3 separate regions of the Oryctolagus cuniculus genome follow, and all the other regions are linked to region 2. Evidence: chromatin contacts called from public Hi-C and Micro-C data. All regions are on one chromosome and are shown on one strand. The core of a region is the stretch at or near the end of the contact, and the rest is flanking DNA. Distances in the headings are between cores, read along the strand shown.

Evidence for each region. Hi-C and Micro-C count contacts between places; a contact is called where the count stands out from the background.
Region 1: a contact with region 2 is called in a Hi-C map of psoas muscle, with 1.9 times the contacts expected there. The contact joins the enhancer-like site here to the promoter of FRMD6 in region 2.
Region 3: a contact with region 2 is called in a Micro-C map of ear pinna, with 6 times the contacts expected there. The contact joins the enhancer-like site here to the promoter of FRMD6 in region 2. A contact is called at or near these places in 4 of 6 Hi-C or Micro-C datasets (ear pinna, embryonic fibroblasts, psoas muscle and 1 more).

The regions. Positions count from the first base shown.
Region 1 is chr12:24,911,041-24,913,740 of mOryCun1.1, forward strand. No RefSeq gene overlaps it. Among named protein-coding and RNA genes, the nearest start is that of TMX1, 89 kb to the right of the region's middle. Within about 2 kb of position 1,366, at least 4 of the 8 cell types and tissues checked have an H3K27ac peak or open chromatin away from gene starts, as enhancers often do.
Region 2 is chr12:24,599,623-24,602,322 of mOryCun1.1, forward strand. FRMD6 (FERM domain containing 6) reads right to left here and starts at 1,261. Exons shown (of 14, transcript XM_051822842.2): 1 at 1,115-1,261.
Region 3 is chr12:24,955,989-24,958,688 of mOryCun1.1, forward strand. No RefSeq gene overlaps it. Among named protein-coding and RNA genes, the nearest start is that of TMX1, 44 kb to the right of the region's middle. Within about 2 kb of position 1,388, at least 3 of the 8 cell types and tissues checked have an H3K27ac peak or open chromatin away from gene starts, as enhancers often do. A contact at or near this core is called in ear pinna, where this site is marked.

The sequences.
Region 1 (2,700 bases), core at 116-2,615, 310 kb after region 2:
CAGAGCAGGGGCAGGGATGCTGGTTCATCTGTATGTGGACCCGGACAAACGGTCAGTTTGAGCTGGGCTTCATTTGCAACCAAACTGATCTACCAACTCTGATTAGGTTGAGTACAGTGTTCTTAGGTTTGTGGGGCTACAGCCCTTTGACAAGCTGACATCGGCCATGACCCCTATCCTCAAAAAAGTACACAGACACCAAAATTCCCAGAAAACTTAGGGGTGACAGGGCCATGGACTCCAGACTGGCCAGGCATTGGGGTAGGACGGTCCTGGGTTCAAACCCTACCTTGGCCAACAGCATGATTTTGGGTTAACTTATTTAACTCTTTGGAACCTCCTTGGATTCCTCTAGAAAGTGACCGTACCTGCTTCACACTGTTGTAAAACTTAAATAAAACCATGGAAGGCCACAAGCTAGGACCTGGAGCAATCAAAAATGCTCACAGCAAGAGATAGAACATGCCCAAAAGAGAAGCCACGACCAAGCTCAAAACAGAAAGCAGTGAGTGGGGACTGGTCCTGAATTTGGGGACAACCTGTTGTGAGAAGAGGATCTGGGGCAAGACACAGCTTTCCCATCTGAGAAGTGCCTAGATGGGTCCGAGGGGTACTGTGGGGTCAAATAAGAAAAAAAGGACTTGACCCACCTGGGGCAGAACAGGGAAGGTTTTGTTGACTGTGAAGTTTTTATTTTTTTAAGCAAATTAAAAAGGGAATAAAAAAGATCTATTATTACTGCAATCTATATACTTGGAATCATAAGAGAACAAAACCTTAGCAATTTCCCATCCCAGCCAAGCGGGAGTGAGTCATTGGGCTATCCCTCTACAGGCCAAAACCCCAGGTTCTTATTAAAAATCAGAGAGAGAGGGAGAGAAAGCTGAACTCTGCAGGTAGTGGCCACCCTGCCCACTGTCCCTCCCTGCTGCACAGCTCACGTCCCGCTGCCCAGCGCCCACAAGGCCTCCTGCAGCCAGAGGCTCGCCCTTTGGCTCACAGCGCAGCACAGTCATCAGGCCCTTCCAATCTGCCTGCTGACTTATGACTTGGAAACAACAGCAGGGATGGAAAACCCGGGGCCGAGCCAGGAGGCGCACAGAGCTGGGATGTCACCGAGGCTGGACTGCCCCTCTGCTGGGCTTTCCCCGCCGTTCTCCCCTCCGCCTCTCGCTGCCTGGCTTTTCTTTCTACATCCGTTCCCCCTTACCCAGCTTTCTGAGGAGGCCCGTCGCAGACGCAGGCTGTTTGAGCACTAATGCGATCCTATCATCGCACGTCCTGCACTGATCCCGCTGTGAGGACACGAAGCGAGTCTCAATAACACCGCGCAGTGAACGGACCCCCTCCCTGCTGGTGGGGGGGCAGCAAGATCAGAGTGGAAGCGAGCAGGGCCCACCCTGACTTCTTAGCCCCTATACATCAACTTTTCCCATGAGCCTCCTCCCTGAAGACTTCTTCTCAGAGTTCTGGGAGGCATAGGGGGAGCCACAGAGGAACAGGACAAGGTTAAGAGCTGCTCCGACTTCCTCTGCCACACTAGTGATGACTCAGCGATGAAGTTCTGCTCCCTTCTAGAAGGAATGGAGGCCCAGAGAGCCCACTGCACCTTGGGCAAGCACCAAGCCAGCCAACACGTCTCAGGGAGCGAGAGAGCAGACGCAAACACGGTTGGCAGCAAGAAGGGCCAAGCCGCAGCAGGGCTAGCGGCAGTGCCCACGGCGGAGAACCAGCCAACGGCAGCCACAGAGGCGCACTCAGCTCACCAGGGAAAAGTCTCAGCCACGGCCAAGGCGAGGGTGGCTGCTCTCTGGAAGTGGCCGTCTTATCTGCTGCGCGTCCCGAGCCAAGACCGCACGACCACGACGCCCAGGTTCCAGGAGTGACGGGCAAGCACCGGAAGGAACAGAAAACAAAAGCTTCAAGGAACATTGAAACACGGGCCATGAGAGACCCTCCTGTAGCTTCGGAGTAGCAAGATTCTACACACAATCCCTGGAGGTTTCCTAAACGGCTGAGCCCAACAAAGGGAATATTTATTTAATACTAATTAAGATTTCTATTCATTTCATTTTATTTGAAAGGCAGAGAGTCAGAAAAACACAGACCTTCCACCTGCTGATTCACTCCCCCAGACACCTATAATAGCCAGAGCCAGGCTAGCAGAAGCCAGGCACCCTGAACTCTGCCCCGTCTCCTGTGAGAGTGGCAGGGAACCAAGCACTTGAGCCATCATATGCTGTGTCCAAAGGTGCATAGTCACTGGAAACAGGGTGGGAAGTAGAGAAGCCAGGACTCAAACCAGGCTCTCTGACATGGGATGTGGATGTCCAAGTGGCACTTAATTGCAGTGCCAAACGTCAACCCTAAAATATACTTTTTAAAAAACATTTATTTATTTATTTGAAAGACTTACAGAGAGAGAAAGAGAGGTAGAGAGAGAGAGGTCTTCCATCTGCTGGTTCACTCCCCACATGGTCGCAATGGCAGGAGCTGCGCCGATCCAAAGCCAGGAGCCAGGAGCTTCTTCCGGGTCTCCCACATAGGTATAGGGGGCCAAGGACTTGGGCCATCTTCTACTGCTTTCCCAGGCCACAGCAGAGAGTTGGATTGGAAATGGTGCAGCCGGGACTTAAACTCACACCCATATGAGATGCCAGCACTGCAGGCAGTGGTTTTACCTGCTACACCACAGCACCA
Region 2 (2,700 bases), core at 11-2,510:
GTTTAAAGTCAAAAGCAACCCGAGAACGCCGCCTCAAGTTTTCCTTCCCCGCTGCGGGCAGTGCACAGCTCCCGAGGGAAACGCAGCAAAACAGACACTTGCTACACACACACACACACACACACACACACACACGAGAACGAGAGAAGAAAACAACAAAGAAAGCCCGGCAAGGGTGGAAGGGGGTACACGAGCCAGCATTTTTTGGACAGTGCTTACACAACTGCATGGTCCGAAAAATGTGCCGGCTAGCATTGCAACTTTTCAATATGCCTGTTTTGACAGCTTTCCACCCATCCAAGCCCTAAGAAAACAGCCTCACCAGTAAGGCTTTGCCGTCCCGGGGCTCGAGGCGGGGGTTTTAAGCCTCGCGATGCCCACAGGGGGGGCCCTAGCTGTCCTTGCTGACAGCGCCCGGAGCACAGGCTGGATGGAGGTCTCTTCAGCCCGGGGTCCGGCCTGCGCGCCGCAGCTCCCCCCACCACCACCCCAGGAACCTCAAGTCAGCAGGCCGTGCCCCCGACCCGTGTCCCAGCTCAGCCTCCAGCCCTCGCGGCCGGACACTTCCAGGGGCCGAGGGGCAGAGGCTGCGCGCGGGTCCGGGTCGCTCCCCGCAGCCCAGGCTGCCCGGCCTCCGCGCGCGCACAACAGGCGGCCCGGCACAGCCCCGCCAACAACGCGGGGCTCGGGTCCCAGCCGGCGAGCGAGACGGACGGCGCCAGGAGCGCTGAAATCCGGGGGCCCGGGAGCGCAGCCCTCGGCCCGGCCCGGCCCCCCGCCCTCGCCGCCCAGGCGGCCCCGCAGCTCCGCGCCTCCCCCGCGGCCCGGCTGCCCCGGGGCCCCGTCCTCCCGCCTCAGCGTGGGCGAGCTCCGACTCGCGGAGAGGCGACCCGCCCGCCCGCCCGCCCGCTGCCCGACGCCCAGCGCAGCAGGAAGGCGAAGAAAGACGCGGAGACCGGGCTCTGCCGCGCCGGGACTCCCGACTTCCGAAACCCCGCCGAACCCCGTCCCGGCGCCGCCGCCGCCCCGGGCCGACAGGGGGCACAGCGGGCGGCCCGGGCGTCACGGCCGGGCTGGGTGTGGGGGAGTCCAGGAAGGCCCCAGGCGCTCGTACCTCGGAGAAAGTCCCGAGCACCGGGCGTCGGACTCTCGTCAGCCCCAGCGTCTTCCTGCCGGCGCCGAACCTACCCAGCTCCTCTCAGAGCCCGGGCCAGAGCAGCCACAGGAGCGCCCCGCCCCCCGCCCACGCCTCCGCCACGCCCCCGAGGCTCCACCCCCGGCCCGCCCCTGAGGCCCCGCCCCTTTCCGCCCCGAGGTGGCGGCAGAGGCTGCGGAGCCGCAGGAACCCGGCGCGGATCGCGCGGTCGCACGTGGAGCGCCGGCCCACCCCACCCCGCCCCGCCCCGGATCCTACCAAGCGTACTGCGGGGGGCGATGCGGAACGTCCGCGGCGGGAGCGAGCGGAGGAAGCCCCGATTCCGGGGTCCTGGGCCACGAGACGAGCGTCACGTGGACCCGCGGTGTGGCTCTGCAAGTGGCGGCCTTGCCCCGTGCGACAGAGCCTGGGCGCCAGGGGACACTGTTGCCTCCCCTCCCCCCGCCTTCTGGCCGAATGGTGTATCCCTCGCGGGGCCTCTGCTCCTCTGGGACGCTCCTTAAGCTGGCCGGTCGCGACGGCCGGGGGCGGCTGTTTGGCTTGGGCTTCGTTTGACTAATGCCGTGGAACTGAGGGGAGGCCTCTCTGTGAGGAGGCGGAAGAGGTTTCGTGACTCCTCTCTCCCCTCGCGTCCTCCTGCCCTCCCAGCCCCGGGGACGCCGCGCGTCGCGGGTCTGGCTGGAGGGGCGCCGCCGAGGAAGCCGAGCCTCCCCGGCTAACGCCGCCTCGCCAGCCCGTCGGGGAGACACGGGCTGTCGGAGATACTTAAGCCCCCTCCCGGTGGGTGGGGCCGGCGGGAGGATGCTGTGATAACACTGAGACACCTGTGGGTTCAGCCCGCCCGCCTGCACCTGCTGCTGCGGGCTGCACGCGTGGGGGAGAGACGCCGCCCCGGCCCAGACCCCAGGCCCGCGGCTCGCGGAGCTCCAGCTCCCGGGCCGGGGCCCTCCTAGGGCTTCCGTTGACTTTTCTGACCCAGTGACCCCTGGCCTTGCCGGAGGTAACAGAGACGCCCCTGCTGGGCCGTTTACTAAAGGGCCGAGCTGTACGACTGTCCTGCTCTGCCAGCTGGCTGAGACGGACGAGGGCCTGAGAAAGCGCAGGATCCCTAACCCGACCTATGCTAACAGAAGCCAACTTTAAAATTGCCCTGCTCCTTTGATCCAAGCGTAAAACGTGAAGCTGGCTGTCACTGGTTGAAATGATGCCTTGTTTGCATGCCAAAGAAACAGAGTTTGTATTCATTACAGCTGAAGCTCGCTTGGAATGATTGCCTCGTTCAGGCGCTGTACCTCAGAACCCAGGGTTAGGAACTCATCTTCTGTCTTCACCATGGGTGATTCCTTCAGAGGCAGGCAGTTCACAAGGATACTGCACTCAGGGCTCAAAGTTCTCACTCCGTTGTGGAGAGGGACTGCCTCGTAAATTAGCTGTACCTAGGGTACGGAAACTCAAAAGTCGGTTAACAGTGGACTTCCGCATTGTAGGCATTTACAAGTGGAGGGTCGCACTGTCCCGGCAACTTACCTTTCGGCTGCATTCAG
Region 3 (2,700 bases), core at 138-2,637, 360 kb after region 2:
AGCAAGCAGTCTGAATACCTCCCTCCCCCACCCCACTCTCTTGATCTGCTAGTTTCCTTATTGGCCAGTTCCTACCAGGAGGCAAGAGTAACTACTGATGCAATTCAGTACAAGCCGACAGAGGGTCTACGCAAGCGCGGAGGCTTGAGACCAGGAAGACGTGGCTTATTCCAGGAACAATGAGGACCGCTGTGCTAGCGCCTCCAAACCATGCGGGCTCCTCTGGGTCCTCCGAGCCCCAGGGAATGTCCCTTGACACCCTTGTCATTAGACGCAATGGCAGAGGCCCCAGCCGTGTAACCACTTGGCCGTGCTCCATTTGAGTGCCTCTGTGTCTCCTATCTCAACAGACACGCCACGCCACGCCATGCCACGTCAGCTCTGCTGGTTCCCAACTCTGAAGTCATGCCTCAGGAGAACAGAGAAAGGCCCGCCACTCTGCGCACAGCTCAGAATCTGTTTCGGGGGTCACCATCCAGATTGGCCAAGAAGGTCCTTTAGGGAGCTTCCAGCTGACTGCTTCCCCGTGTCCCAAATGGGAGCCAGCAAGGAGCCCTTTGGCCCTCTGTCTTCCTCCTGGTGTTCCACAGACTTTCCTCTCAGTAGGCTGCAGCCAGAGGAAGCTCAGAATACCTAACTGACCATCTCCCTCCTGCCTGGCTCTCTTCTCCAAAAATCCTAGCCAAGCTGGAAGGCAACCTTCATTATCACGGCCCTCATGTGCTCACCTCCAGCCTTATCACAGGGCATTAAGAGCAACACAATAAACACCCTACCTGTTATGGGAGAGATTTATATTCTATGTGCCCAGCCTAAGTAAGTGGGAACTAAAAACATTCATAAAACTCTTTCTCTTTCTAAAAACCCTAGCTTTCAAAGCCACTCTTTTTGCAAATCCCATTTTTGAATATCAGAAGCCAAATCTCAACTCTTTCTTCCAGTCTGCATTCTTTTATCCTCTCTCGGAGGCAGATACACTCGGTGGAAAAAAGGCAAAGCACAGATCTTTCCAGACCATGGCCATCATTTCCCCCGCTGGGTGAGAGACAACCACAGCTTGCTAGCTGATGGAAGTGGACAGAGAGTAAGAGTGAAAAAGACACCCAAGCAAGTTCAGGAGACACACGTTCTGGAGGAAAAACTAATAGAATTGCCTGATGGGTTCAGTGGCGGGAAGCAGACAGTAGTCCTTTTCACTAGAATGGAGAATCCTGGAGAAGAAATGGATTGTAGGGGCAGTGTGTGTGTGTGTGTGGGGGGGGTAGGTGAGAGGGGAATTCTGGGTTGAACTTGGACATTTGAAATGCCAGTCGGACACTCATGTGGCAACATTAACTAGGCACTCCAAAGAGAGGTCAGAGATGCAGCCTAAAAACAGCAGTCACCACACAGGTGGTACCCAAAGTCCATCCACAGAGGGCACCAGGCTTGAACCTGTCTGAGGGTCTACCCCCAGAAGGCAAAGGAGGAATAACCCCAACACTATCTCCAGGCAGGCTCTAGCACAACTTTCAAGATCCAAACTCAGGCACCACAAGCTTGTATTGAATTGAGCAACCGCCACAGAGGAGAGAGAAAAATGCGCATGTTGGAATGAGGTTATCATTACTGCACAGGCTTTGAGTCCAAGGAATGTTGTAAGTACTTATGTGGGACCAGTCATGATGAGAAGACTCCCAGCAAAGCAGGAGACCAGCGAGAGACAAAGCCTTCTCTCAAAGCTTTGACTCTGCCATCAACAAAGGACACTGCAATGCGCCAGTTGTTCAGCCCACCTGGAGAGCAGGCCCTCTAATGATGAAAAATGACCTACACTTTAGTTTTTGGTTATGCACCCTAACATTTTGTTGTGGAGTAGGAGTAAGGAGAAAAGAACTCATAAACCTCTCTCCCTTAATGGATGGGGCTAACACCATTTCCAAGAATATTTTCAAGGAAATAGCCCCACCTGCTGAAACAAATTTCCCATTGGCCTGGAGAGGAAAAGGAGAGATGATTTGAGGGCTTTTGCAGGAATTACGATTACTCCCAGTTATAACCCTCTTGCTCCCTCTAGAGGTTGATGTCCTGAATAGCAACCTGTAAAAGGAAAAAAAAAATCACTGTATCTTTCTTTACCACTACAAGATGTCATTATTTAAATACAGAAACAAAATAAAGGCAAAACATTAAAACTCCACAGACACCGTCCACACACTCTGGAATTAGAATCCCAAGAGGTGCTTTGTAAGCAAAGCCAGACATTGGGCACTTACGGCTTCTCTTATACAATGGGGAAAAGCAAGAGACTGCACTGGCCCACATCAGCCTATTGTTCCAAGCGACTGATGTTTATTCTGGGAACGGGAGGGTGTTTTTAGGATGGTGTTCCTCCTCACATCAGGGTGAAGTCATTCCAGAACACCAGTGTCTAGACTTTTGTTTCAGGTTTCCTGAATTTTAAAAAGAGAATAGTGTTGTTGCCAAGTAACAATGATGTAGGTGCACAGGAACGTTAAATTGCCTCATAATTCCAATGAATCTGCTCTGGCAGTGATCACAATATTATAATTCATCTCCACAGATCCAGCAGTTGGGTTATGGGAACACAGCCAGGAGCCACAGACAACAAAGCCTGCGGAAGCTGGGGCCCCCGAGGCCATGCCCCACCGGTTCCACAGGCGGTTCCGAGGCAGTGCGGGGACTCATTGTCGAAAGCTT